6 separate regions of the Mus musculus genome follow, and all the other regions are linked to region 4. Evidence: chromatin contacts called from public promoter capture Hi-C and targeted proximity ligation data. All regions are on one chromosome and are shown on one strand. The core of a region is the stretch at or near the end of the contact, and the rest is flanking DNA. Distances in the headings are between cores, read along the strand shown.

Evidence for each region. Promoter capture Hi-C pulls out the DNA fragments that hold promoters and counts their contacts.
Region 1: a targeted proximity ligation map of epiblast stem cells shows a contact between it and region 4. A contact is called at or near these places in 7 of 39 promoter capture datasets (the C10 cell line, the HPC-7 cell line, cranial neural crest and 2 more), 2 of 484 Hi-C or Micro-C datasets (CD4 T cells and CD8 T cells) and 12 of 130 datasets of targeted methods (the SCID.adh cell line, cardiomyocytes, effector CD8 T cells and 8 more).
Region 2: a promoter capture Hi-C map of pre-B cells shows a contact between it and region 4, with 2.1 times the contacts expected there. A contact is called at or near these places in 2 of 39 promoter capture datasets (the 3T3-L1 cell line and pre-B cells), 2 of 484 Hi-C or Micro-C datasets (CD8 T cells and reprogramming fibroblasts) and 3 of 130 datasets of targeted methods (bone marrow-derived macrophages, embryonic stem cells and pancreatic cancer cells).
Region 3: a promoter capture Hi-C map of pre-B cells shows a contact between it and region 4, with 4 times the contacts expected there. A contact is called at or near these places in 3 of 39 promoter capture datasets (the C10 cell line, neutrophils and pre-B cells), 5 of 484 Hi-C or Micro-C datasets (CD4 T cells, CD8 T cells, centroblasts and 2 more) and 4 of 130 datasets of targeted methods (astrocytes, embryonic stem cells and pancreatic cancer cells).
Region 5: a contact with region 4 is called in a promoter capture Hi-C map of pre-B cells, with 3 times the contacts expected there. A contact is called at or near these places in 4 of 39 promoter capture datasets (the C10 cell line, hippocampal neurons, liver and 1 more) and 1 of 484 Hi-C or Micro-C datasets (pre-B cells).
Region 6: a targeted proximity ligation map of astrocytes shows a contact between it and region 4, with 2.1 times the contacts expected there. A contact is called at or near these places in 1 of 39 promoter capture datasets (the 3T3-L1 cell line) and 1 of 130 datasets of targeted methods (astrocytes).

Annotation. Positions count from the first base shown.
Region 1 is chr19:36,831,888-36,836,441 of GRCm38.p6, forward strand. Tnks2 (tankyrase, TRF1-interacting ankyrin-related ADP-ribose polymerase 2) reads left to right here and starts at 2,345. Exons shown (of 27, transcript NM_001163635.1): 1 at 2,345-2,849. The coding sequence starts at 2,651.
Region 2 is chr19:38,037,071-38,041,601 of GRCm38.p6, forward strand. All of the region lies in intron 1 of Myof (myoferlin), which reads right to left. Among named protein-coding and RNA genes, the nearest start is that of Myof, 4.2 kb to the right of the region's middle.
Region 3 is chr19:38,053,525-38,058,175 of GRCm38.p6, forward strand. Cep55 (centrosomal protein 55) reads left to right here and starts at 1,517. Exons shown (of 10, transcript NM_001164362.2): 1 at 1,517-1,793; 2 at 3,886-4,042; 3 at 4,265-4,459. The coding sequence starts at 4,277.
Region 4 is chr19:37,373,064-37,377,905 of GRCm38.p6, forward strand. It overlaps Kif11 (kinesin family member 11), which reads left to right and starts at 3,319. Exons shown (of 22, transcript NM_010615.2): 1 at 3,319-3,604. The coding sequence starts at 3,531.
Region 5 is chr19:38,222,257-38,227,301 of GRCm38.p6, forward strand. It overlaps Fra10ac1 (FRA10AC1 homolog (human)), which reads right to left and starts at 1,896. Exons shown (of 14, transcript NM_001081075.2): 1 at 1,706-1,896.
Region 6 is chr19:36,551,206-36,556,158 of GRCm38.p6, forward strand. It overlaps Hectd2 (HECT domain E3 ubiquitin protein ligase 2), which reads left to right and starts at 3,434. Exons shown (of 21, transcript NM_172637.3): 1 at 3,434-3,710. The coding sequence starts at 3,579. It overlaps Gm41838 (a long non-coding RNA gene), which reads right to left and starts at 2,834. Exons shown (of 2, transcript XR_877830.3): 1 at 2,647-2,834; 2 at 1,720-2,529.

The sequences.
Region 1 (4,554 bases), core at 1,095-3,594, 540 kb before region 4:
ATAGTCATCCATTCATGGAACAATTGGATTGTTTATAACTCTTTGCTTTTGTGAGGATTGTATTATGAACACGATTGCAGAACGATTTGAGATCCTGGTTTCAAACTATTTGACTATATCTACCCAGAAGTAGAGAAGATGGTAGCTTTATGTTGAAATTTTTAATTAATTAATTTTTAATTAATTTTATGTTGGGTGTTTTGTCTGCACCATGTTTGTGCCTGCTGAGGGCCACAGATACCAGGATTGGTGCTATATGATTGTGCACCACCTTGTAGCTGCTGGGAATTGAACTCAGGTCCTAAGTAAAACAGTGCCCTGAACCACTAGACCATCTCTCCAGTCCCAATGTTTAGTTTTGTAAGGAACTACCAAGTGTTTCCTGTAATAATACACATTTTATGATCACATTAAGAGTGCCAAAACGATTCTAATTTGTCCATCTCACCAACATTTGTTGTTTGCTGTTTGTTTGCTTTTAGAACAGCCATCCTAATATGGTTTCTTTGTTAACTTCATTTCTCTAGTAATCAAGTGTTTTAAAAACAAGTTAGGCTGGGCTGTGGTGTTGTACGCCTTTAATCCCAGCACTTGGGAGGCAGAGGCAGACAGATTTCTGAGTTCAAGGCCAGCCTGGTCTACAGAGTGAGTTCCAGGACAGCCAGGGCTACACAGAGAAACCCTGTCTCGAAAAAGAAAAAAAGAAAAAAACAAAAACAGTTAGGGTTGAGGAGATAGATCAGTGAGTAAGTGATGCTGTATGATGTTGTTTAGATACACATATTGGGAGGAAATACATAAGCAGAAATCACTAAATAAAAAATTATAAAAATTGGGAATATATTTGGCAAGTCGATGAAATGAAGAAAAATGAGACAATCATAGTAGTAAGGTTCTAATCCTTAGGTATATTCATGAATAGTTATTTAGTAATAGGGATCAATTTAAATTTACACTAAGTAGTCTAAGAACATAATGGAATAAACATATAAGAAGGTACATTTACTAAAATGCTCAAGAAGTGTCCCTGCTTTTCTCCCACAGAAGTGAGTCAACGCTCCCTAACAAAAACTGGATTTCCTGAAAAACAGGTTAAGTAATTCACAGGGGAAATGCTTGTCAGCGTGCCAAAAGTCAGCACTTTCTTGCAAGCAAAATCTCTGTATTCCTTTCTTTCGGGTTCCTGAAACAAGATGTCACTACTACCTTAAACACAGCTAACATTCTTTCCAGGCTCCGCCCAACAGTTACCTGGCAACAGCCAGGTAGGCCTGGCTGTTTGTCCCCCTTCTCTCTCAGACTCTTCTCCTAACCCCTTTCTCCCTCTCTCCCATCCCCCCTCCCCCGTCTCTCTCCACGTGTTCCTGGCCGGCCTCTCTTCTTTTTCTCTCTTCCTCTGTCCTTCTCTGCCTCTACTCTCTTCTCTACTCCCCTTCCCATGCCCTAAATAAACTCGATTCTACACTACACCCGTATGGCTGGTACCTCAGGGGTAAGAAAGGGATGTTTCAGCATGGGCCTGCCCAGGAATCCTTCCCACCTTACCAGACCTGGCTCTACAAAACACATCCTTGTTGTTGTTGTTTTTTTTTTTTTAATAAAACACAATAAACACGAAAATGAATTGTGCACTTGTATTCTTTGATCAGAGAGAGAGAGAGAGAAACTTCGGAAAACTTTGATGTGTATGCTTTGTATCAGCACCTCGACCACATCCGGTGCAATGCTGATTTATGTATAGATCCTCGTCAGCGCTGAGCTAATAATTTACTATGGGAAGCGGAGCTAATCACAGCCACCCCACCCCCCAATTGTTGCTTTAGAATTGAGATGAACTTTCTTCGCTTTCTTGATTTATCTGGGGGCCGCTCATCCAAACTTCTCAGTAAGCGTAACGGATTCATTTCTGAGAAAACGCTTATAAGAAAAACAAAAGCAGATGCGGAGAGTTAAGGGAAGAGACACTGTAAAGAAGGCAGGAGGGGGAAGGGGTGAGAAATCTCCCAGGGGGAAGGTACGGAAGCAACACTGCAGAGATTTTCACGCTAAAACTTGCACAAGAAAATGCATAATCAGAACAAAACTTCCCAAGATTCGTCTTCGGTGTCTGAGCAATGAAACTCGTCTCGAGAAGTGTAGGCTTTAATAAAAGAAAAGGCAGCAAGACCTCTCGTTTTTAGCAGAGGCTCTGTAAAGATGGCGGTGGGCCGAAGCCCCTTCTCTTTCCGCAGCCAAAGGCTCTCCCTGCACATTTCCCACAAACCCCTCCGCGCGGCCCCGCTTGCCCAAACTGGCCCGGCCGGAGAGCAGCCACTGCGCACGCGCGAGCCGACGTCACGCGCGCTCCCAGGACCCGACCGAGCTGGCAGGAGTGGTCTCGGCCGCTTCCGCCGTCGCGTCGCTTCGGGGCTCGGCGAGCGGGTTCGCGCTGCCTCCACCGCGGTGGGGCAGCCGGGGCTCACGGAGCCGAGCCGGGGGCGCGCGGCGACGCGGCCATGGGACCGTGCCGACTCTGGTGACAGCGGGGAGCGGAGCGGCCCGGGCCCTGAGCGCGTCTCCTGCGGGGGGCCTCGCCCTCCTGCTCGCGGGGCCCGGGCTCCTGCTGCCTTTGCTGGCGCTGCTGCTGGCGGCGGCGGCGGCGGCCCGGATCATGTCTGGCCGCCGCTGCGCCGGCGGGGGCGCGGCCTGCGCGAGCGCCGGGGCCGAGGCCGTGGAGCCGTCCGCCCGCGAGCTGTTCGAGGCTTGCCGCAACGGGGACGTGGAGCGAGTCAAGAGGCTGGTGACGCCCGAGAAGGTGAACAGCCGCGACACGGCGGGCAGGAAGTCCACCCCGCTCCACTTCGCCGCAGGTAAACGCGGGCCCCGCGGCGCCTCCCGCACGCCCCACCTGCAGGCTCGGGCTTGCAGGCCGCAAGCCGCGCGGCGCTGCCCTGTCTCCGACCTTTCCCCAGGACTCTCACCCTGGCCGCCCGCCCTCCTCTCTCGGGGCTCGTGATGAGGGTGGGGTGAGCGTGCTCTCGGGAAGTTGTTTTTGAGGTTATGGGGTTTTTTGTTTGTTTGTTTGTTTGTTTGTGTGCTGGGAGGGGGGAAGCTTTGTTTTGTTTTACTGTATCAACAATACCTGCCCCGACTTCCGGTCTTATTACCCCGGAGGGCCTCTGCACACAAGAAAGGCTTAGTAGACCTTGTGATTTGAAAGAGTAATTATCTCCAAAAAATGGACCCATGTTTGCAAGTTTCATCGACACTCTTAGTAACCCCTTAAGTTCTAGCGGCCGTCATAAACTGAAATTTTAATTTAGGAGTTATTTTATTAGCTATTGGCTCATTAGAGTTAATTGGATTAGGTTTCTGGAGAGACTAAAACCGGAAATGGGCATGTTTGGGAGACCTGAGATCTACTTAGGTTGTGTGTGGGTGGCCTCTGCCTTACTCCCGCACAAGTCGGGATGGAAAGTGAGCTGAGAGACAAGATAGGACACGCACTTGAGCTTGGATCTAGGATTTTGAGTCATCCTGAGATTTATTGTAGATAGTTTGGAGTTACTTTTAACTACTGGGTTCTCTTTGTGGTACCAGCGTGTTGAAGTTTGCTTGTTGAGGTATTTATTTGAAAAGGCCAGGGATGGGAACCAACTTAATGATTATTCATGTTAAGGACAGTTTGTAACTTTTTAACCTCATAATCAAATAAGATCCTCTTAGCCTGGTAACATTTGATACAGTGTGCATCAGAATTGTTTAGCAGTTCTTTATATTTAAAAAAAAATTTTAGTTTCTTGTGTTCCTTAGGGGCAAAAATGGTAGACAAAAGAGTATAAAAAAAGATTTATTGTTTGTTTGTTTACAGGCATTGATTTTACAGTTCTTCCAATTGTAGGTCTGTTTGCTTTGACCTGTCCCTATTTTAAAATGTATGTACTGTCAGAAATCATGCCTCCTTAATTGATTGCCGGTTTGGGAGCAAGGGAAAAGTTTGGGAAAACCACAATTGGGCAGAAGAGAAATTTGCCTGTGGGCACTGAGAAGTGAGAGCATGAAGCCAAATCTCTGTTAGCAGTGTTGCCTTGCTTCAGCTAGTTTGAATTGTCTTGCTTGACCATTTAGCCAACCTATTTGGCAAATGGTCACAACCAAGTGCTAGATAATCCAAAGGGGTAATGTTACTTAGATTATGTACGCTTGATAAAAATAGCCAAGGTCGATCTTAGTTGCCACCTTTCAAGAATTTAATGTATTAGTGAGTTCATGTCTGAAAATAGTAGTATTTTGAGGTGCGGGTTGGGGACTTATGGTGTGACCTTGTTGCTCCCACACCATCCCACCCTCAGCTCTGCTCCAGTATGCCCCTCCCCCACCCACACGGATGGAATATAAGACCTTGCACATGCCAGACAAGTGTTCTGGCCTCTGAATGAGGTAGATTAGACCCTACCCCTGCCTCAACATATTAAGGAATATTTTACATGTATTTTATATTGTTTCTCCAGATTGAAATGGGAATTTAAATATTATAGAGAGCAATTCACCACTCAAAATTCACCTATATTGCCA
Region 2 (4,531 bases), core at 216-2,715, 660 kb after region 4:
TTATCAAACAGGAGAGGAAATTTAGAATTCCTATGTGCAAGGCCTTCTGCATTTCCACCTGATCCACAAGTCACCCTGCAAGGTAGGAGAGGCCATCCTATTTTGTGTTTCTGTTGCTGTGATAAAACACACCATGACCAGAAGCAACCTGAGGAGAGGAAAAACTGCATTTGTCTTACATGCTCTGTTCACAAATGATCATAAAGAGAAGCCAAGGCTAGACCCTGGAGATGAGAACTGAAGCAGAGACCATGAAGGGACAGCAATTACTGATTTGTTCATCATCCCTGCTTGGCTTGCTTCCTCATACAACTCAGGACCATCTGCCCTGAGATGGCACCACCCACAGTGGACCAGGCCCTCCCATATCAATCATTAATCAAGAAAATGCCCCCACAGCCTTGCCTGCAGGCCAATCTCATCCGAGTAACTCCTCAACTGAGGTTCCCTCTTCCCAGGTGACTCTAGTTTGTGTCAAGTTGAAAGAAACTAACCAGCACTGAGTATTACTTAGAACACCGAAACCGGAGATTTTATTTGCTCATAAGCAATTAGAAAACAAGAAATGGCAATTAGAATTCCTCAGGTATGGCTGGCTCTAAAGCCCAGGGCCTTTACTCTGTAATGGCCAATTAGAAGTCAGTTGATAAAGGCTTAAAGTGGCAGATGTCCCACAGCTGTTTTTTTTGAACGAAAACTGTGCTCAAAGTACAGCCCTGTTCAACAGAGCAGCTGTTCCACCGAAGCTTGCCGTGAGTAGGGAGACGGTTGTCATGCCACAGTGTTCTGGGTAGTATCTGTGTTATAGACCAGTACACGTTTCACATATGAATCTTCAGCAGGAAGGGCAGCGGCTTCATGTAGTTCTTTTCAAATAGAAGAATTCAAACACATCAATTTATCTGGATAACAGGAGCTACAAACCGGTTGTGTTCAGTTCAGTATCAGGAATGTGTGGAGCAGTTGTTCCTTTACCTAGATCCACCCACAGGGCACATGAAAGAATTCTAAGTGTAATCCTTCCTGAACAACGGAAGATGGGCCAATCACCGTGGCCCCTTTCAGGATTAACAGACAGAGGCTTTGTTATTCCAAGATGTCTCTAACCTCCTTCCATCTCTTTCAGTGGCCAATGCTGAAAAAGCATATTCAACATCCATCAATCTATCAGTTGTTGGAGAAGGCATAAATATGCCACTTGGACTGGTCTTAGGAACAGAGAGAAACCAGTGACCAGAAAAGAAGCCAGGGAAGTGCCAGTGTCCTGACTGAGAGCATATGGGTAAGCTATGTTGTGGAGGAGGGAAGGAAAAACAGGACAAGCTAATTAATTTCTAAAAGCAACTGTGGTTTTGTAGATGACTGAGAGCCAAAGAATGTGCCTTTGGGAAATGTACAGTCCCCAGGCTTCGGCAGGGTGGGGCCACCATCCTTCAACAGTTAGTCTCCAAGCCCTTTTCTCCCGGAAGTGAGGAGAATGACTCAGTAGATTAAACAGTTTTGCTTTCTGAAGTATTTGTCAATACAATACCATGGTTCTACTGAAGTACCCAAGTTTCATGACCATCATTACCTGTGAAGAACTGTCTAGACTCTACAACATACCCTAGGTAGATCAAGATTCTATATGGACAGCTTACCTCCATAGTCTACAATGAATGGACCCTGTGAGAGATTTCACCACTCCGAATGGAATCTCACAGCTTCTTAAAGCTTATCTAAAAGATTCTTTTAGAATTTACCTCTGGACAGTAGGGGTTGGCTCAGTGGGTAAGGTACTTGCTGAGCAAGGGCAAGGGCCTGAGTTCAAATCTCCAAAGCCTACAGAAAGTTGGGCACCGTATGACCCTATAATTCCAACTCTCTTACAGAAGAGATAAGAGAATCCCCCAGAAACTTGTGGGCCATCTACAAACAAGAGACCTGCCTCAAACAAGGTGGAAGATGAGAAGTGTCATTCAAGGCTGATCTTAGACTCCATTCATGCACCACTGGTGTGGACATTGTACACACATACACACATCACACACAAACAGATACATACACAAAAAGAAAAAGGAAGGAAGGAAGGAAGGAAGGAAGGAAGGAAGGAAGGAAGGAAATGCCTCAAGATTTTGAATGTTTCTCACACAAGGAAATACAAAATCTTGAGGTGGTAATTAAGCCAAATTGCCTTGATCTGATCATCACACACACACACACACACACACACACACACTCACACTCACACTTACTATGTTCCCTAAGATGGTTTTGAATGGAAGCTTGGGTGCAAAGTGACCCTATCACAAGGACAGGATAGGAAACCTGCTGTTGTGGCCGCCATGTTTCCCTGGAAAGGGATGATCCTATGAATAAAACACTGCTATGAATAAAACACGCCAGCGTATGAGTATACAAGAAAGGTTTCTCTCTATTAACCTTTTCAAAAGACTCTTTTCATACAAAAGCAAGGGATGAAACAGAGGGGAAAAGGAAAGTATATGGTAATATCCAGCTAGCAAAATGACCTTTAAAGGGCTACAGGCCAACAAACAAACTAAAAAATCCCCACAGCACCAACCCTTCAGAAGCGCACATGCTCACAAGGCTGGAGCAACTTGTCTGCCTACAGCAAGAGGATGTAAGAGATTCAAACCTAATTGTTCAGACTAACACATCAGGCGTGATGGCAAGTCCCAGCATTCAGGATAAGGAGAACTGGAGAACGAGGAAGATCAGAGGTTCAAACTCATCCTCAGATAGCTCTGGACTTGACGATCATCCTGGGCTACATGAGCCCCTGCCTCAATTAAATTGATTGGATCAGTGGTCCCTAGGAAGACTGCAAACACAGCAGGAAGAGTTGTCATTTTTCAGTTGTTTAATCCCTTTTATGCTTTGGTTTACTTTATTTGACCGTCATTCAAAGAATTAAGATCTGATATTAACAAAAATTAAACAAAATTTAATTGTTTTCTTTTATTGTTTGTGTTTGTGTCTCTCTGTATGTATGTATGCATGCATGTATGTATGTATGCATGTATGTGAGTGTGTTGGGGGGTGGTTAGGGGACAAGTTACAGAAGCATGTTCTCTCTCCCCATGGGGGTTCCAGGGACTGAACTCAGACAACCAGGCTTGGCAGCGAGTGTTTTTAACCATCGACCCTCTCGCTATCCCACAGTTAGAATGTCTAAATGCTTATGTCTGGGAGTTGAGAGGTCTCAGAGGCTTGTATATTTAATCCCTGTTGGGCCCAGCTGCACACGCTAGCTGTCTACAAGGAGCTTGAGGCAGATAGCTACCTGTAGTTCTCAGCAGGCTGGCTTAAAATTTAGAACTGGTTCGTGGAACCCAAGACGGAAAAGACATAAGCTCTGCTGCCTTCATAATCCACTCCTGCACACCTTCATTTCCACAAAAGAAGCACAACCAGCCCTTCTGGTTCACCCGAGGCCCGGAGCAACAACTCCACAGCCAGCCGAAGGCTATACAAAGGCCTGAGATCTGCTCCAATGCAGTTAGTTGGTGACTAGTACGTTTGCTCCCAGATGCAGTGTAATTGCAGGCTAGCAGGGTCTCTGCTGGGAGTCAGAGATGTGGTACTCAAAGTCCCAGCAGTGAAAGACTTGGTCTCCAGCCTACCATGAACAGGCAGTGGAACCTTTAAGAGCTGGGGACTTGTAGGAGGAGTTAAGTCATTGGGGTGTGCCTTTGTCCCCTCCCTCTTTTCCTGGCCATGTACAAGACTGCTCTGCCATACACTCCTACCAGATGGTAGTCCTAACCTTTCCTCCCCGAGAGGCTGAAAAGCAATAGATCTGCTCACTTGTGGACTGAACCTCTAAAGCCCTGGGCCAAAAGCCATGTTCTCTGTTCTCGGTGATTATCTCCATCCTTGTCACAGAAATGGAAAGCTGATGGACAGACAGGACCTCACAGTATCCATGCGAGCATCATCACCCCCATTTCTCCCTTCAGTTGGCCATGCTTCCTGTCATTCCAGGAGGTGGGCTGAGCTCTTTTCCACCCTTGTTCATTTATGAACATTGATGCCACGACATGAGATCCTTAGTTCTATCAGGACTTAATTCAACTTAATTTTACATAGCTCTCAAAATTGGGCACTGGAAGGAATTGATGTATCCAGGGTTTTCAGACTGCTGGGGAGGAAAGGAAGGCAGGAAAAGAAATCATGGCCATGACTGCCTGTCCCATACCTGTCAAGACCATGGCTTTCAGACCTCACAAATGATCAAAGTCTGGTATTAGAAAGTTGAAGCACCTTGAAACTAGAAAGCCAGTGTCCTGCTACTTGCCATGGCTAAGGAAGCTGAGACCTGAATGGTTAGAGCTGGGATATCCAAGGTTATCCGTTATTTAGGTAATGCTGGCTAGTGTCCAGTGTGCAGGTCAGAGATGGCTCAGTGGTAGAGTGTGCCCTTGGTCTGATGCCCAGGGCCATAAAAAAAGGAGACCCCACCAAAAAGAAGTGCTTGCCTGGAGTTCAAACATTCCCACCCTGAGTTCAATGGTCTTTCTTGTGTCCG
Region 3 (4,651 bases), core at 267-2,766, 680 kb after region 4:
ACACGGGGTCACCCAGGCTCCACCTGTTTGGGGCCCACATACCCCAAAAAACACCCACATGCCCTGAAAAACAGGGCAAAAGGGAAAGATGGACATTGAAACGCAAAAGCCTGCTTGCCGCCTTCTAGTGTGCCACCTTGTGGTTAATAAGACTATTCCTTTCTCCATCTGTTTCTCCGTTCATACTTCAGGCGGGAGGACTGTGTAAATAGAGAATTCCAGTATCTTGGATTGCCATCTTCCTGCTTTAAACAAATAAAACAAACTGAAATTCCTTACATGGTTTCTCATCCACTAGATTCAGTAACAAATGGATTTGTTGTCTTTTACTTAACAGTGCCTAACTACATTTGTTAAACTCTAGCCCTCGCAGCCACACTACCAGATGGTTATCTGCATCCTGGTATAGATCAGGAAACTGAGGCTCAAGGAAGTGAAATGTTCTCAAGGCCACACATCTATTAAGAGGCATTCAGGATTTTAACCCTTGTACTACATACATTACCTTCATAGGATGCTTTGCTACTGATTTTTTTCGCTGTAAACTTCTGGTATGCCTAGGCTAAGTCTAAGAACGACACGCCATAAGCAATTGTTTGCTTCAAGTTCTCAAGACGCTAATCAAGACCCTGATGTGACCGATAAAGACCAATAAAGACACATCTGCCTGTAGGGCAGCAATCTGGAATCGCTGCTGGGGCTCACAATCTCGGTTTTCAAACTGGGAGTTTATCAGCTCCCTACAGCTTCGTTCCCCATTGCTCCGCCCCTGAGTTTGACAGGGTAAATGAGTGGCCCGCCCGGAAGACTAGGAGGTTGTGCTCTACCTCACAAAGAGAAATTGGTTCCCAAAGAACATAGACCAGTCAGTCCCAGGCGAGGGTCACAGAGCTTGTCCTATGGATAACAGCAGGGTCCGAACACACAGAGAAAAGCAAGCAGGCCCAGATTGAACTGGTCCTCCGACTCTGTCCTTGGCTCCGCCTCCACCACGCCCACACTCCCGCACACCCACACCCACACCCACACCATCACACCCGCCTCATTTCACACCACGTTTCCACAGACACCCTCTATCTTCACAAGGTCCTTCTCTGACCCGGCCGGCACGGATTGTAGCTCCCGTCAGGCTCTATGTCTTGCTCGCCCTTACCTTCCCCACTCTGCCCCTACCCGTCTGCCCGGCTAGTTTCGATCCCCTCCCTCTGATTCCAGAGCCGGTCTTCGCCCCGCCTGCCGTCGGGTTCCAGACCTTGCCCCGCCCCTCCTCTGGCTCTAGACTCCGCCTTTGCCCCGCCCTCAGGCTCCTGGGCCCTCCCTCTCTCCTCCATCCTCAGATTCCAGCCTTCACTCAGATTGCAGGCCCCGCCCTCTCCCGCCTTTCCTCAGATTGCAGACCCCGCCCTCTCCCGCCCGTCCTCTGATTGCAGACCCCGCCCTTCGCCAAGCCGGCAGTGACGTGACCCGCCCTACAGCCGCGGGATTCAAACTCCCGGAAGCGGTGTCCTGGTTGATAAGTGGTCTGCGGCGGCGACGCGAGCGCTGTGTTTGTCTCAGGTAGTGAGTGGTCCCGGCCTCGGCCGGGGAGGGAGGGGAGGACAGCCGGGGCTCGTTAGCCCCTGGGCAGGACTAGACCTCCCGGGAGGAGCGCTGGTGAGCAGATCACGCCGCAGGACTCCGTCTCCCCTGGCTGGAATCGCTGGAACACATGCTGGCTCCCTGAGAGACCCCGCGCTGCGTTCCTGTCGACCGCCGGCCCGCAGGCCATCCTTTCGGCTCCTTTGAACTTGGCGGTATTATCACTTTCTTAACAGAGAGGTTACCGCGAGGCCAGTGACCTGAGCCAGGTCTCTCAGGTCTCCAGTGCGGTCAGCCTTTGCTTAGCAAGCGCTTCTCTTTGCAGTTTTTTATTTTCCTGCCTCTTTCCTGACCCCTCGTAGATTTGGGAGATTTACTGAACGGAAATGCTTCTTTAGACTCCTGACCAGAATGACTTAGGTCCCTTCAGTCGAGTCAGAGATTTCCAAGCAGCTGCCTTTAAGCTCTTGTATGCCCCCCCCCCCAAAAAAAAATCAAAACACAGTTCTTTTGAACAGTTGTTGATTGAAAAAGAAAATGTTGTGAGCAGATAGTACTGACTGCTAGCTTGTGTATGTATGGTGAGTTCTGTGTCCCATATTAAATTTAAGAGAGCACATCCTGAAGGAGATTCCACTAGGACTGGGTAGGGACGTTCCCGAGTAGAAGAACTTTAAAAAAAAAAAAAAAAGAACTTTATGATCGATTGGAATAGAAAATACTGGGAAAGGAAAGACTAGGTGAGAGCAGGATTGAGATGAGGAGGAGTGTGTGCTGGGTCAGCCTAGACAAGAGTCAAGAACACTAAGTTTTTAGGAATCCTCTCCAAAAGTTAGGATGCAAATGTCCTGAGGGTATTTTCAAACTGTTAAGTCCTCCTTCTGACGTCAGCAGAAGCCCAGGGAGAAACGTTTGTGGTAGCAGGTTCCTAAAACACGTTAACTGTGCATTTGCCTCGGCAGATTGTACTAGCAATTTTACTTGGTATTTGTCAAGATAGTGGGCAAAACCAGGTTGAATGCATTAATACAGATTTCGTTCAAGTTTGTTTATGCAGTTCTATTATTTTTAGGCTGATTTTATACAGGACAACCTCACACTCACCGCCCTAAGTAGATTTTCTTGTAGTGGTAGCTTTTATGACTATTAGTATTAATTACAGTTTAAGAATATGTGAATCTCCTTTTCTTTTGTTGTATTGCTGTTGCCTGCTACACTGTTCTGAAAGCTTCCTAGCATCCGAGACTCTATGTTGTTTCTTCTTCTTTCTGTTGCTTTAGCCAGCTTATATCCAGTCCCGATTAGGTTACCTGGTAAAAAGGCTTTGTAGTAATAGTCTGTGATTTGTTTAAACAGTTTTGTGCAGCTAGGCTGCCTTCAGTCTATGCAAATGAGGCTGGCCGTGAACTCCTGCCCATCCTGCCTCTACTTCCTGAGTGCTAGGATTATTAGCCTGTATCACCATAGCTTTGTAGTAACAGTTGAATGAAGGAAGGTCTTATCTTCCTTTCAATTCCATGATCACCTTGCCTTCATTTTTATCTCAGGACATATGAGAAAAATGGTTTTATTAAATCTCTTAATGGAGAGCTATTTTTTACATTATTTATATATACAGTGTATTTTACTACACATCTGCCTGCCTAGAGTTTGTATTCTACATTTGCTTCTAAACTCTCATCTAGTACTATTAGCAGATGTGAAACTTGGCCTAACTTCATTTGCCCATTCATTTCTTTCACCCCCCCCCAATCTCTGAGAATTACACCTCTTTTTCTATAAATGTCTTGTGTTGGATTTTCTCACTTCTTCCTGCCATACGCTCTAAAACGAATAAGATAGAGTTCTGTAGCCTCCCCCAGCCTTGAAGCAGGCTGATTCAGACTTTGCTGCCACTGAATATGAGGTCACCTGGGGTGTAGCCTTCGACTTAGATGGCTATATTATGTCAACTACAGATGCTCTTCTCTGAGACTCTGCTACCTGCTGAGAGAACCTTGAGACATCCCGGAGACACATCCTATCCTGCATGTCGCCTACTTGTCTTGGCTTCATCATTCTTTTCTCAAAGTCTAAGTCTCTTTCAGCCCCACCCTGCCTTCCAGAAATACCCGGTTCATGTAGGCCTCGGGCGACTTACATCAGAGTTCAACTACACATACCTTCTAAAGCAGAGAGCACACGTTGAGTTCATGACTATAAACTCAGAATTAGAGTTTTTATTCTTGAGTATGATATCACCTTGAAAGTGGAAGGCCTGGGGACCCTTCCACTGATTGTAAACCAAAACTTTCTGTTAATTTACAGGTGCCTGTAAACCTATAACCTGGGAGGCTGAAGCAGGAGGCCTGTGAGTTCGGTGCCACCCAAGTTACGTAGTGAGTTCCAGACTCTCCTGGGCTGCCTTGAGAGATCTGTTCGCAAATATCAGCAAAAACAAGTATGCAAATTATATTTCTAGAAGGTAGATATTTCCCTTGTATCTACCACCTAAGAGTTTTAGATTCATAATAACACCCTAAAAAGCTTACTCAATTTTCTTTCCGGACCCCACTGATTTGGATAAATCACTTCTATTTAGAGCAGAGTACATTATAAGGCCTCTGCCAAGCCTGAGATATGAAAATTTAAACTCAGACTTCAAAAGCAGTTGAATTTTTAAAAATCATTTTTTGTATTTTCACAGATCATTGCAACGATGTCTTCAAGAAGTCCCAAAGATTTAATTAAAAGCAAATGGGGATCAAGGCCTAGTAGCTCCAAGTCAGACACTGCATTAGAGAAATTTAAGGGAGAAATTGCAGCCTTTAAAACATCCCTGGATGAAATCACCTCTGGGAAAGGAAAAATGGCCGAAAAAGGCAGAAGCAGACTCTTGGAGGTAAATGGTCCTTGAATCCTTTAAGGTGAATACACTCTAGAAAGCGGTGTGTGTGGCTTTCTGATGCTACAGTCTTCTTCTTCCCGTTGCCCGCGCTTGACCTGATCTCTTTAGGTCTAGAAAGCCGATCTTGAATTTGGAATCTTAAATTCCTGCTTTGATTTTTCTGACCTTTAGACATACTTTAGTTCT
Region 4 (4,842 bases), core at 2,069-4,568:
TTTTTCAGTACCAGGGATCAAGAGCAAGGTCTCAAGCATACTGACCCAATGCTGTGCTACTGAGCCTGTATTTGAAATTTTTAGCTATTTTCTTGAATTCCTTGCCACAATCAAAAAGATTGTACAGAGACACTGTTTTGATACTTATGAAGGAGAAAGACATTTTTTCCTTTTCTTTGCTTCTTTCTTTAAAAAAAAAATTATCTGCTAGGCACTTAATCCTCTAATGATTCTAACAATAAAACAGGAACCCTGAAAAAAATTAAAATTACACACACACACACACACACACACACACACCATGTTTAAGGGTTGAGAATGCTTGTTAACGGTACAGTACCTTCCTGGCATACATAAAGCCTTAGGTTGGATCCTCAGGGCTTCCTAATGCTTTCCCAGGAGATTGATGCTGGCACAGGGACAGGCTGAAACTCTGCTGTCCAGAGCTCTCCCCCAGGAAAAGGCATCATCTTTCAGTTTGGGTAATTTATCTTACAGCTCAACCTATATAGATATGCTTCTGGGCGTCGCTTTCCATTACTCTTGCAGTTCTGGCTCAGAGGGGAAATAAATGAATTTCTTTGCACCAACTCTTGTTTGCAGGGCTTTGTGTATGTGTGTGTGTCTGTGCATTTAGCAAGCAGCAGACCTGGTAAGTCAGATAATGATAATTTTTATTATCTCCATTTTACTACAAGGAAACCCAAACTGTGAAATGTTAAGTATTTTCCTTCAGGTACCAAGGATATATTTACTTTGTCTGTAAATATATATAAATGTCTTACAAGAGACTGGAAAACCAGCGAGGGGTGTAGATGGTAGAGTGCTGGTCTAGCACAAAGAAGCCTTGGGTCTGATGCCCAGTCCAGTATAAATAGGTATGGTGGTAAACACCTGTGATCTCAGCACGGGGGAGGTGGACGCAGTATGATCAAAGCCATCCTCAGCTAGCCAGTGAGCTGGAGGCTAGCCTGAGCTACATAAAACCCATCTCAAAAAACCCCAAAACAATGTGAAGAAGGACCCAGATGAAGTTTACACTCAGGTAGGAAAAAAAAAAAAACCACAACATAATTATAAAGTGTAGTGTTAAAGAAGCAAATAGCAAGTTCCTTTAGACAGGATGGTCAAGTTTTGTTTTTTCTAGGGTCTCTTGTAGTCCAGCCTGGCTTGAATTTGCTAATCCAAACCCTGAGACTGAGATTACAAGCTTGTTCAACCAACCCAGTAAAAAACAAACAAACAAACAAACAACCCCACCAAGCCATGGGGGCTGGTGAGATGGCTCAGTGGTTAACAGCACTGACTGCTCTTCCAAAGGTGCTGAGTTCAAATCCCAGCAACCACATGGTGGCTCACAATCACCCGTAATGAGATCTGACGCTCTCTTCTGGTGCGTCTGAAGTCAGCTACAGTGTACTTATGTGTAATAATAAATACATAAAAACAAAACAAAAAAACCACCCAAACAAACAAAACAGTCTTTAAAAACCAGAAACTGACAGAAAAATGAGAATGAGGAAGGCATCCAAAGTGCCAATGGACTAGAGTTCCACTGAGGCGCTGGCACTCGTAGTACAAGGGGAGACAGAGAACAGGGTAAACACCACCTTAGAATAGTGGTCTGCATGAATGACCCTTTCACAGGGGCCAAGCAAGCCCATCGGAAAACACAGGAATGGTAAGACCTTTTGCATCTAATTCCAAAAGATTAAAAAAAAAAAAAAAAAAAAAAAAAAAGACAAAAAGACAAAAATCATGGGATGCAGCACTCGGGAGGCAGAGGCAAGTGGATTTCTGAGTTCGAGGCCAGCCTGGTCTACAGAGTGAGTTCCAGGACAGCCAGGGCAATACAGAGAAACCCTGTCTCGAAAAAAAAAAAAAAAAAAAACCCAAAAAAACCAACAACAACAAAAAAAATCATGGGCTGGAGAGATGGATAAGAGCTGTTAAGAGCACTTCCTGTTCTTCCACAGGACCTGAATTCAGGTCCTAGCGCCCACTGTAGGTGGTTCACAACTGACTTTTTAACTACAGTTCCAGGGCATTCAATGCCATCTTCTGTCCAAGGGCACCACCACACACTTGGAGGACACACACACAGACACACTACCCCACACATAAATAAATAATCTTAAGCCACACCCCTCAAAAAAAAAAAAAAAAAAAAGCAAACAAGAAACCAGCCAGGACTGGTAGCTCATTCTTTCAATACCAGTATGCAGAAGGCAGGAAGATCATTGAGGATTCTCACAGGGCCAGCCTTGTGTTCAGAAAGATATCTTGTTTAAAACAAACGAATAAATAGCAAATGATGGACATAACACAGTTTGATACTAAACTGGAAATGTATGAAATGGACGCTTGAACTCCTGATCTTTCTGCCTCTGTCCCTATATGTGTTTGGTTTGCTTTTTAAAGGATATTTGCTGAGTGAATGCAGTAGCAGGGAGGAGAAAAAAAGGGTAGCAGTAGGAACATCGAAGGAAGTCATTCAGGGACGAGATTCAAAGTCTTGGAGGAAGGTGATTGCAGAGGAAGGGTCTGGTTAAAAACACGTGTTGAAGTGAGAAAGACTGGCCGGAGGCAAGGGTATAAAGATGTTCAATATGTTCACTTTGTGGGACATTTTGAGATAGCAGTGAGTCTCTGGGGCTAGCTTTTGTTTTGTTTTTGTTTGTTTGTTTTTGGAGACAGCGTTTCTCTGTGCAACCAGCCCTGGCCGTCCTGGCCTCGCTTTATAGATCAGGCTGGTCTGGAACTCGGAGAGCTCCTCTGCCACTCCTGCCTCCGAGAGTAGTTTACCAGTAGACAGTTGGCTTTGCTTAATCCAGAGGACCAGGGATCTGGAGTGCGGAAGGCGGGTATTTGGCGAGGTCGGCGGCGCTTTCTCTGATCCTCGCTAAGTTACATCGGAGAGGCTAAACCGCATTTAAGATCCCGCGAAACAGAAAAAGCAGCTCCGGAAACCCGATGAGGCGGAGGACTCGGCTTTTCTGTTTCCCCGGTCCCCACCTACACCTTAAACGGCCGAGTTGTTCGTCACCTCTCTACGGAAAGCGAGAAGCCTCGGAGGGCGGTAAGGACCCAGCGAATGCGGCGATGTAGGCGTCCCAGGCCCCAGAAGCCCGCCAGCGGCAGCACTGAAAGCTTGCACAGTGAACTTCGGACTACAGGAGCCAGCCTGCACCGCCATCCATTTCTTCGGGTCACGCCCCGTCGTCACCACAGTGACGACACGGCGTCCCATGATGCCTCGCGTGCCGCTCTGCTATTGGTCCGGTCAGTCGTCTCCATTTTTCAAAATTGAGGCGCGGAATCGTTGCTGATTTCGGAGCAGAGGAGGAGGTTCGTCCTGTCCGGCTTTTGCGGGGCGGCGGCCACGGCCAAGAGGCCTGCGTGGACCTCGGGGACGCCGAGCTGCGAGTCTCGGTCCTCGTGGCCTTGGCAGCACCGGGTGAGGAGAGGCTGCTCCCGGTTCTCACTGTGTCTGAGTCTCCGCTAGGCCGGCAGGTTTTGGCTCGACCGTCATGGCGTCCCAGCCGAGTTCTTTGAAGAAGAAAGAGGAAAAGGGCAGGAACATCCAGGTGGTGGTGAGATGCAGGTAAGGAGAGGCTGGGACGAGTCCGGACGCGGAGGCTTAGCTTTTGGGCTAGCCGTTCCGGAGAGCGATTTGTTTACCTTTCTGAAGGACACCAAGTCATCGGTTTCTGGGGCTCCCCGTGTTTTGTTCGGTAAACATGCTACCACGTTTAGTTCTAAATTAGGGTTTGTCTCGGGGGGGGGGGGGATGTTGGTGTTGGTTAAAGTTAAGCTGCAGTCACAAAGAATTTGATGGTTGCTCTTCGCTGAAAAGTGCGTTCCCTTTTAAAAGCCAATGTCGCCGAAAATTTAGCTGTCATTGCTCTGTGCTACCCCGTCCGAGTTGTCAGTTTGGGAATAAAGCTTCCTACTTACTTTGCATGTAGTTTGGCGCTCACCTTGGGGTTATTTCCACTTCGGAAAGACTAATAGTTCTTTATTCTGTGTGTTTGGTCCAATAGATGAAAGTAGGTTTGCTTTTAAAAGGGAACGCACTTTTCAGCGAAGAGCAACCATCAAATTCACCTCTAATAACCAAGTAGACATTGCTGAATTTAAGCTAAGCTGTAAAATGAGTTTATGAAACTCACGAGCTAATGAAAGTACATGGCTAAGGTGCAGCATCTTTTCTCTTTCTCATTTTTCTTCTTCTTCTTTTTTTTTTTTTTGGTTTTTCGAGACAGGGTTTCTCTCTCCTTCTTTCTTTCTTTCTTTCTTTCTTTCTTTCTTTTATCTGCCTTTGTTCATTGACCAAAAGACAAAATTGAGAGGAGGGAGGGTGTGGGGTTCAGCTCTCCCCGACTGACATCCAAATAACTTACCCAGAGTTTTTAATTTTTTTGAATTTTTGTGATGTTACCGAGGTTGGTCTGGAACTATATGTTAGCGTACTTTACTGTCTCAGCCTCTCGGTCGTTTAGCTGGGATTGCTGGGTGACAAGTGTGTGCCACTGTGTCTGCCTTTTTTTTTTTTTTCCTGAGACTGGCCTCAAACTCCGACTAGCTCCCTGCCTTAGTTCTGAGTTCTGGAGTTATAAGCAATTCAAGTTTCAGCTACCAGACCCAAGTTTTTAAACTAGGTGACGTGTGTGTGTGTGTGTGTGTGTGTGTGTGTGTGTGTGTGTGTGTGAGCAACTCTAGGCTTGCCAAAGATACTTAATTGCTGAACTCTGGAGTTTTAGTTACTTAATTTGGAACTTTCATTTTAATCAACAGGAAAGCAGACACACTTAAGAATTTAGGAAAAAAAAAATTAGGCAG
Region 5 (5,045 bases), core at 646-3,145, 850 kb after region 4:
TTAGTACTTCAACTATACCTTCTACATTGTAGCTATGCCTAACTGTGCAAATACCATTACACTTATCTACAGTAATAATTGCAACAACATGCTATATACGTTCATAGTCTAGAAAGATACTAGTTTGGGGGCTGTCTGTAGTAGAGGTGTTTGATGGCTGTACCATTGTAGAAGCATACTCTCTGCTGTTTGAACAATGAAGGAGCTGCAGAAATGTATTTAAGTGTCTCTCTTATTAAGCACTGGGTGACTATATTATTACTTTGTCATAGACACAGTGATAAGCACTTTTATAAAGCTTATGATTTTTCAAGTTAAAAATAAGTACTTGCATTTTAGGAATGAAAATGTAGTTAAACTAATCTACTTGATTCTTAAGGCCCCAGTTTCAACAATCTCTTGGGAATATTAGGCACAACTTGCCAGAATTAGTGTTTGTAAACAGTACATTATCAACTGATTAAATTTTTTTTCCTTAATTTTTAAGCATGAGTTTTAGCTGAGGTCTCCTTAAGCTAAGTTTCCTTACCCCTAGGCTTAGTCAGTCTTATTATTTTCCGATGGATAGTCTTGGAATTGCTGAAAAGCTTCAGCTGTCAGTTGTGCCTGAAAAGGCATCTGACTCCAGCATTACACAGAGTTTGGAACACACATGAGCAAGGGTACAGATGATTTTACTACTGTATATCATCAATAGTCAACTCCTGCAGCTGAAAGGAGCCAGTCCAGGTCAAGTGATAATATTTTTCAGCTTTGGTATTTGTGTCAGTAAGTGTACAGAATTCGTAACACACATTAATAGGGGTAAAGGTGGGTTGCAATCTTTATTGCTGAAAGGACCCAGTCCAGGTAAAGAGACATTAACTTTAGCATCTGTGTTGGCAAGTACAGCTAGGATAGCCAGTGTCTGCGTTCTTGACTACCTTCTGTTTGTCATTCTGTTAAATAAGGTAGCTATGTCAAATCATTAAATTCTGTGAGTCTCTGCAACTCCATTTTCAAACTTGGGCGTGTGAGTATATACCTCTCTTCCTTATCCCACCAAATGCTAAAGAGAAGGCAACAGCCAAGCTTTGGAGACATAGGTTTGCAAGCCACAGTTCTTCCTGACCGACAGCTATCATTGCCTTATACACCTAGACGTCACACCTTTTAGCAGATCTCATCAAGGCTGTTCAAATTCTACTACCCTCTAATCCATCCTCACGTGCTTCATATATTGATGGTGGAAAACCGCAGTGTGGAGCCTGGAGCAGTTGCAGAATCTAAGGTCTGGCTGGCACAGACGCGTCTCCTACTTCCCCACTTATGTAAAGGTTAACATAGAGGTTATGTAAAGAAGCCCAAACCTCAAGCTTACATAGTTTGGGGACGGTACCTAGTACAGGAAGACCTGAAACTAGTAGAACCTGGAACTAGTAGATCATCTTGACCCCTCATTCCAGACACCTCTTCTCTGCTCCGACGCCACATTTCTTTTTATCTCGGGCAGCTTCATCCATCCCTTGAGCTATCTTAACCCAGTAGCTTCACTAAAAAGCTCTCACTCAAATCATGCTATCAACTGACTGGAATTAAGAAAATCTCGAGAATAGGGCATCTGCTGCCTCCCGAATCTGTCAAAATAAAAATGAGACTCAACTACTAAGAACCAGTTTCAAAGTCCTCTCTGAGATCAAACACGCCCACGGCCCTCCTTACACACCCCTTCCCTTCCGCTCTTCTCTGTCTGGCAAGTTCGCCCCCAAGAGTCCTGACAGCTGCAGCGACGAGCCACGGCCTCAGCGAGCCGCTGCAGGTCCGCGCCGGTCCTCCAGAGCCACGCAGCGCCGCCGCCCGCGCCACTGTCACCGCACGCTGCACGCCTGGCCCTACGGGTACCGGCTGGGAACCGCTTCCGGCCCGGCTCAGAGGCGTGTCACATCGATAAGACACCGTTCTCCGGCGCGCCGACTCTGTGCTGCAGCCAGAATGGCTCGGGGGTAAACAAAGACGGCGGAAGAAAAGGCCCGGAAGAGGAAGCAGAGGCTCCCTGCTTTGGTCCCTCATTTTTCCTTTGGGCCATCTCCTTTTTCCTCTAGGGAATCCAATATGTAGTACAATGTGGCACTGCCCAGCCCACGTCCTTCATTGGAAAATGTATATTGCTATAGAGAAAAACCCCGCCTGTCACCTGCGGTCCTCTCTCTAGTAACCTTAGTAACGCCTCCACCGAGCATCCTCGCCCAGCCAGCAGCTCAGCCTCAGATCTGCCTTATCACCCCCTCTTTTTCCCCTACGAAAACAGTGCTCATAATTAGAACAGAAATAGCTTCCCCGCGTTCCGCCACCCACACAATAGATACTGTTCCAAAGGCAGTGCTGGCGGCTGAAGAGATCGAGTTGGCAAGGAAAAGAAGAAATGGGGAATGAAAAAGATTTCACAGGGTCGCAGATTCTACGCCAATAAGCAACCTAGCACACGCAGAAAGGGCATCCAATATAAAATTTAAGGAAAAAAAAAAAAAAAAAAAACACCTCAGGCAGCCAGAATTAAATTATTTTAAGCTCCACTGGGTTGTTCCTGCATTGTGTTTGCCCTACACCGTGACGTCCCATTCCTCTTTCCACTGGGTACAGATCTTGCTTCTCTTCAATACCAGCAGTTATTCATCTCGCACTCCGCAGCCAACACTGTGCCTTTGAAATCACAGGAGCTACTAAAACATTTGCTGAACAGAACTGGCATGCTTCTCACTTTTACAGCGGGTCCATGTTAAGGAAGAACTCTGAATCTTAATACACGTTCATTTTAAATCTTTTATCCTAACCAGTAGATAACAATATCCCTGTCAATCAGTTCAAGACTTTTTTTATTCCTGGCAGCAAATCATAGATACACCCTGATTTACATAGAGCAGCGATTGCAATCTTGTTAATTACAAAATTATAAATTTATGCATTTCAAGGTGCATTTGAATTATACTACAATAAAAATGTTTCCTTTAAAAATGTAAATAGGAAACCTCATAATTTAATATTATTAAAGTATTGAGTTAATTTGTCAAGCAGTCAATTTTTATAGATATCTAAAAACCAAATACTTTGTCCTTTTATCACTAATAAGAACTCCTGTAGCCTAAATGAAACTCTTGTATACCAATATTTGACATGCATTAGCATTTTTGTTCCTTTTTAAAAAACATCTTTTATCTATTAACTTCTTTTTAGTTTTCCAACAACCCTGTGCTGCTGTTGTAGGCCCTGCATTTAAATTTTTTAAAGATGTTGCTTCTGTGTCATATGTGTGTGCCTGCTTCTCCATGTCACATTACACATGGAGGACAGAAGACGGTGTGGTAAGCCCTGGAACAAGCGTGACAGAGTGGTGTGGGTACTGGGAGCCGAACCCTGGCCCTGGGAAAGAGCAGCAAGCCTCTCCACAGCTTTGCCAGCTATGGGGGTTTGAAGGAGAATGGGCCCCATAGATTCAGATGCTTGACTGCTTGCTCCTCATTTATTGAAACTCAAAGCCCAGAGGCCCAGTGAATGGATGGATGGATAGACAGACAGACAGACAGATAGATATGACGTGTGTGTGTGTGTGTGTGTGTGTGTGTGTGTGTGTGTATCCAGTTATATATATGTATCCGTACCCCTATCCTATAACTTGTGGATCAGGATGTGTGCTCCCAGCTACTGGTCCAGCATCATGCCTGCCTGCTACCAAGCTTGCTAACCATGATGGCCATGAACTCACCCTCCAAAACTGTAAGCAGGCCTCCAATTAAATGTTGTCTTTTATAAGTTGCTTTGCTCGTGGTGTCTCCTCACAGCAATAGAATCGTAACACACCATCTCTTCAACACATGCTTTGCTTTACGCATAAGAGAGATATGCACAGACCTTGACCCCACAGGTCCATGAGGGTTTGGAGCTCGGCAGCACTTTCCTTTTATACAATTCAGCTCCTACCTCTCAGTTCATGATTCTACGGGGAGTAGCTGCTGCATTGATGTGTGTTTCTATTTTCCATTCATTCAAAGGTTTCCATTTTTTGCTTTGAGGTCAGCAGCTACTGGAGACATTAAATACAAAGTATATGCTATAGATAGATAACATAATCTGAATTTGAATCAACACAGGACAGAAAACTTACCTGATGAAAAACTCTCAAGTAAGCGATTACAATTCAATATTAAAAGACACAAACACCCATTAAGAACATGCTTTGGGTGGATCAGTCATTGGAATTACAAACATGTAAAAATCACTTCTTTATCTCAGAGACAAATCAGTTTAAAAGACAGAGCATATAAAATAGTAAAATCAATGTATTCTATCATATACCATAAGTATATGGCATATGGAAACCTATGGGTTCCAGGCTTTAAGATATGTTATCGATAATTACAAAAAAATGCAATAATATATTGATGCTCAAAGCAACAAAATGCTATGGTGGCATTAGATAAGGGCCAGAGATGGATGGCGATGGCCATAAAATATCAAGCCATGCTTTCAATACATGTTCTGTTATCCTTTAGGTCTGAACACACTTTATTTTCCCAAAATGATCACATGAATATTTTTTCATTAAGGTTGATACAACATTAATATTTCTCCATGGTAACCTGATATCTGCATCTCTGCCCCAGCTGTCAAGGCTCTACAGAAATAATGCTGAGAGGCTTCGAAGCTGCATGTGACAGATGATGCAGCTTCTGCCTGACCCTTTCTGTCTTCTTGATGGTAAATAGTAGTACAGACAGACCCAAGCCATCTTCACTGAGTCCGACCCACACTGCAGATTTATGCAAATTAAATGCTGCTTCAAGCAACAAACTCTTGGGGTGGTTTGGTCTATGCTGTAAATTGAGATCCCAGAAAACCAAAAAACAACTGCCCATGTTAATCATTCTACAAGGTCAATTGACTGATTACAATTTCAATTTATGGTAAGTCAAAATGTTGCAGATCCAATGTCAAACATCTTGGGCTATCTTTAACCCTTTAAATAACCATTTATTACCCGACTGTGTGTGATCTAAGATTCTTGCAAAGAT
Region 6 (4,953 bases), core at 2,184-4,683, 820 kb before region 4:
CTCACATAAAGGTCCCACACACACAGAAGTGAATATGGCCGTTGCAAGTCAATCCGTCTTCTACTATGAACATGGCTTTGTCACTCTTCCAACTCTGTCCTTTCCATCCCTGCATCCTCTGACCTCTACCCCTAAGTCATCACTGTTCCACTCTCTATTACCATAGATGTCTGTTTCGTACATTTGTATTATACGTTTTTTATATAACATATTTTAGTCATATTCTTTCCCCTGCTTCTACTCCTCCCAGGTCCTCTCCATCTTCTTACCCTTCACCCCAAATGTCACATTCTTTTATTTTTCTTTCATGATAATCCCACCATTAGAAGCTTCTAAAGAAAGAGTTGTATAGGTGTAAACAGTATCTGGGTACAGTTTTGGCTTTTGTTTTTAATAAAAATAAGTAAGAAATGCTCTATCTTTGTGTATGTGAAAAACAGAAGTCGTGAACAGGGTCTTAGAGAACATCTCTAGTTGAATAGAACCTATTGTCTACAACTGCGTGTTTGCTTCATTTTGACGGCCAGTGTGTTCCACTTTCTTCTGTAATGCAACAGATTGGATGCATTTTTCTCCAAAAAGTTACAATCATTGTACCCAAGGAAGTATGCCAAACACGGTTAAAAGAAGTATATTTATTGACTTCACTACTTCAGGACCAATACTCAATTGGAATATGAAAAAGACGCTTTCCTTAAAAAGTGTGTCGCAAGGCTGATGAGATAGCTCACTAGATTAAGGAGCTGGCTGCCCAGCTTCACATCTGAGCTCCATCCTCAGGGACTCAGACAACAGAATGAGAGAACTGCCTCATGCTGCCTTCTGACCTCCACATGTGCAACATGGCACATCAAGCGATAAATTAATGTGATAGAACCTTAAAAGTAAGTCTGAAGCACACATTTAAAATAGACCACATGATCATAATGATTGGTTAGGAACCATTCTTAAATGCTCTTTCAGAACCAATTTTGCTGTTGTTCAGTACACTATTATTACTGTGTGTAATTAAAGGGGTGCTCTGTCAGCTAGACTTTCCATTGCCTTCCAACTCTTATCTTTGCCATTCATTCCTCTTTGGATATAATCTCTCTAAATCCCATTTCATTGCCCCATGCCACCCCGTTCCCCTTTAGGTCTTTTGCCTTCCTAAATCAGATGAAAAACCTGATTGATCAAGTCCAGTTGCATCTGGACTTAGAAAGGTCCCCACACTTGACCATTACATTTGGTGTCACTGAAAAGCGTCTTCAGCACATCTTTATGCATAGCAGCCAGAGCTCTGTCTGACTCCCCTCAACCCCCAGATCCAGTAGGTACACACAAAAAGTTTTTCGTGACAGTTGCCTTACAAGTTCTGCCAGAGTTATCATTCTAGCTTACCAAGAGCACCCCCATCTACCTCCCAGTCCTTACCCGGGGCTTGTATGAAAGAGACTTTAAGTGGTACATTATGAATCATGTATTTAGTAGGAAGTGGAAACAAATTCATCATGATGCTTATCTTTCCTATATAGAGCTCCCAGCAGAATAAACCAATGGGCTTGTTTCCATTGCCTTATCTCGTCTGGAGCAGTAGAAATGAACACTTCTGACTTGCCAGTTTTTTTGCCAATATCTAAATATTTTTGTTCTATTGAATGTGACTAGATGTACAGACACACTTTTATTTTGTCTCACACATGAAAAGTGAAAGCATAAGGCATGCGATCCAACTCGTTTCTGATCCAAGTATTTTAATAGCAAATTACTAAATTTGGTTGTAGACAATAGGAGAGATAACCCACCATCATTTCAGAATTTATTCTACCAGTCTAGACACAGTAGCATGGTACATCTTGAATCGTATTTAAAATGAAAGGTTGGTTTTACAATGTTTGTTACCAGTTTTCAGCATGCTGGCCTGCTAAAAGAAAACAGATGTCTATGAGATAGTCCGGAGATTTAAGAAGAGAGGTCTAAAAACAAAAATTCAAGAAAAAGGAGACAGAAAAGGGTGTTGCAAAGTAGTGCCTGTGTCATTTGGCTCTAAAGATTATGAAATACCTGGCTACTTTATTCTACTTATTGTACACCTTTTGTTATTAATAGAGAAACGATGGTGACAGCAATTATATTAAAACTACAAATACTTCCTAGAAATAGAAGCAAACTTTATAATTTCCAAAGTAATACAGTAGGCACTATCCGATTCACTTTATTGCTTGCTACAAATTCTGGGCTTGAAAAACAACCTCATGCCAGGAAGAACTGTAACTATTTATTTAGTTCTGCGGACTCTGAATTATATAAAATGACAGTCACCAAATCCCCTCTGAATTTGTTTCAGAGATATTCTTGCTTCTTGTATTTGGAGCTGAGTATTCTTGGATTAGAAAATTCACTTCACCATGAATAAAATAACGAAGTCTCAACTAAAAATCCCAAGACCTCAATGTCGAGAAATTCTCTATTTTTAGTAAGTGGTACAGTGAATACTTCCTCTCTCCCTTCTCCTCCATCAGCAGGTGTCTCTGCCATTCCAGCAGACTGATAAAAGGAAAAGGAGGGGGCGAGGAGAAAGGAAATTGTCTAAGTCGTCGTCGGGTGGTGGAGGTGGGGATATTTTAACATGACGATTTAAAGTAATTTTTTAAACGTTCTTACCCAGAATTTATTACGAGGTTTATTATGGATTACTCAGCAGTTTGGATCTGTCCATCTGTAACTTATAAACGGAAGGGGACAAGGGATTAGAGGGAACGAAGGACGGCGGGGGGCGGGGAGAGCAAAATGTAGGCGCGTGGGCACGGAAGGGAGAGGCGGACTTGGCAGTCATGAGGGACCGCGGCTCAGAAATGGAAAGTGTGGCCTGGCCGTCCTGCCCTGGAGTGTGTGTGGGAGGGGAGCACGGTGTCGCATTGTCCTCTCCCGACCCTAAGCGCTTCTCCCGTAGGATGAGGCCAGGAGAGGACACGGGGAAAGAGTTAGTCATAAGGATGCTCAGGTGAGCGGTCTCCCAGTCTCCCCGGCGCTGGAGGCACTGGAGGAAAGATCAGGGGGCAGACATGACCCCGAGTCCGCTTCCTGAGCGCGAGTTTAAAGGTCAAAGGCCACCAGCTGGGTCAAAGGTCCCCGGCTCACCTGCCACTCCAGGTGAAGGGAAAGCCAGGGTTAGAATCCGTGTCACAGCCTTTACAAGGCCTGTCGCCCTCCCACCACAGCCCGCGACCAACATGGCGACCAGGCGCCCCCCAGCTCCCGCCCCGCGCCGTCTCCTCAGCGGTCCCCGCGCGTGACGCGGGGCCGCGGTCTGAGCCCCGGCCGGCGGACCCGCGGGAGCGGAGCGCGGCCGAGGGCGCGAGCCGGGCGCACGCAGGGGGTGGGCGGCGGAGCCTGGCGGCCAGCCCGGGGGCGCGCGCACACGCGCGGGCGCGCGACGGGCCGCGGGCGCGCGCGGGGGCGGGGGCGGCGCGGCGGCGGCGGTTGGAAGGAGCCCTCTCGCGGCCGCGGCAGCAGCAGCAGCGCCCGCCCCGGCTGCAGTCCGGCCGCCGCTGCCGCCGCCGCCACCGCCTCGCGCCTCAGCCGCCCGGCCAGACATGAGTGAGGCGGCTCGGGATCTCTCGCCCGGAGCGCCGCCGGCGGTAGCCGCGGCCGCCCCGGAGGAGAGGAAGGGGAAAGAACCGGAGCGCGAGAAGCTGCCGCCCATCGTGACGGCCGGCGCAGCCGCGGTAGGTGCGGCGGGGGCCGGGGGGCGCCCTGGGCGGTGGGTTGAAGGCGGCCTGGAGAGGGGACAACAGGGAAGTTGCGCCTCGAGGGCAACGGCCATCACTTGGGAACCGCGCCTTCCACGCTCGGGGAGTGGGGTCCGCTGCCTGATGCTGGGTGTTTGCTTGTTTTCGGGGGGTCTGGCTCCCGACTTTCTGCTGAGGGTCGGCATCCTCTGTTGGATGAGCATGGGTGCCAGTTGGGCGTCAGGGAGGTTTTCCCTGAGTGGGAGAACCTGCCTGTGGGCGCCAAGGCAGCGCTTCCCTTCGCTTTTGCGGTCCTTTCTCCCCTCGGGTTGAACAGTCTCAGAGAGGAGTTTCCTCCTAATTCTGACCTTTCCGTTGCTATCCGGGTAGTGGGAGGCAGTTGCCTCCCTGGATGCTTTTATTTTTTTCATACGGTACTGACGTGTGATTTGAAGGAGCGAGGCTTTTTCTTCTTTTAAAACTCGGCTATCCAAGCTTAATAAGCGTGGTAATTTCCCAGCTGGATTTTGCAAGGGTTAATTTGGAAGGCGCTCTCAGCCTTCAAACTCCATACTGCCAAATGATGTCATGGGACATCATCCCCTCTCTCCCTTCCCCCTGTTTGTACTTAGTGGTTGGGAGTCTGGTTGCTTTATGATTAACTTCTGGTTTTGACATTTTTATTTGACATAGTATTTAAATACTTTGGGCAAGTTTGCTTTCAAGTATTTAAAGATTATGACTTGTCAACGCATCTGTACGTGACAAAATAGTAAAAGTTTGGGGAATATTATACATTTAAAAAAATTTCTACTTGCAATTAGTTTCTAGAAGCCGCCCTCCTAAATGACTAGGAACTTACTAAAATAGCTCACTCTTCTTTATAAAGTATTAGTATCAGAATAATGTTATGATTTGGTAGGTTTTTCAAAAATGTCTGAAGCCTGTAATAACTGGAAATTGTTAAAGACAACTCTTTTATCATAAGTCAGCACAGCAGATTTGGACAGCAATGACACACATTTTAAAAGGATAACTACAACTGATTGGTAAATTGCAGCTGTAGTTAGGAATTACCTTGGGAGATGCTTTGAAGCAATTTGTCATTCATATTGTAGTCTGTTGGTGCACAGGGTTTTCACAGCTTTTTATGTAGGACTTCTTAATGCCAATGTAGTTTGTTTGTTTCAAGTCTGGGTATGTGTCTAGTGTGTGTATACGTGTGAGTATGGGTATATGT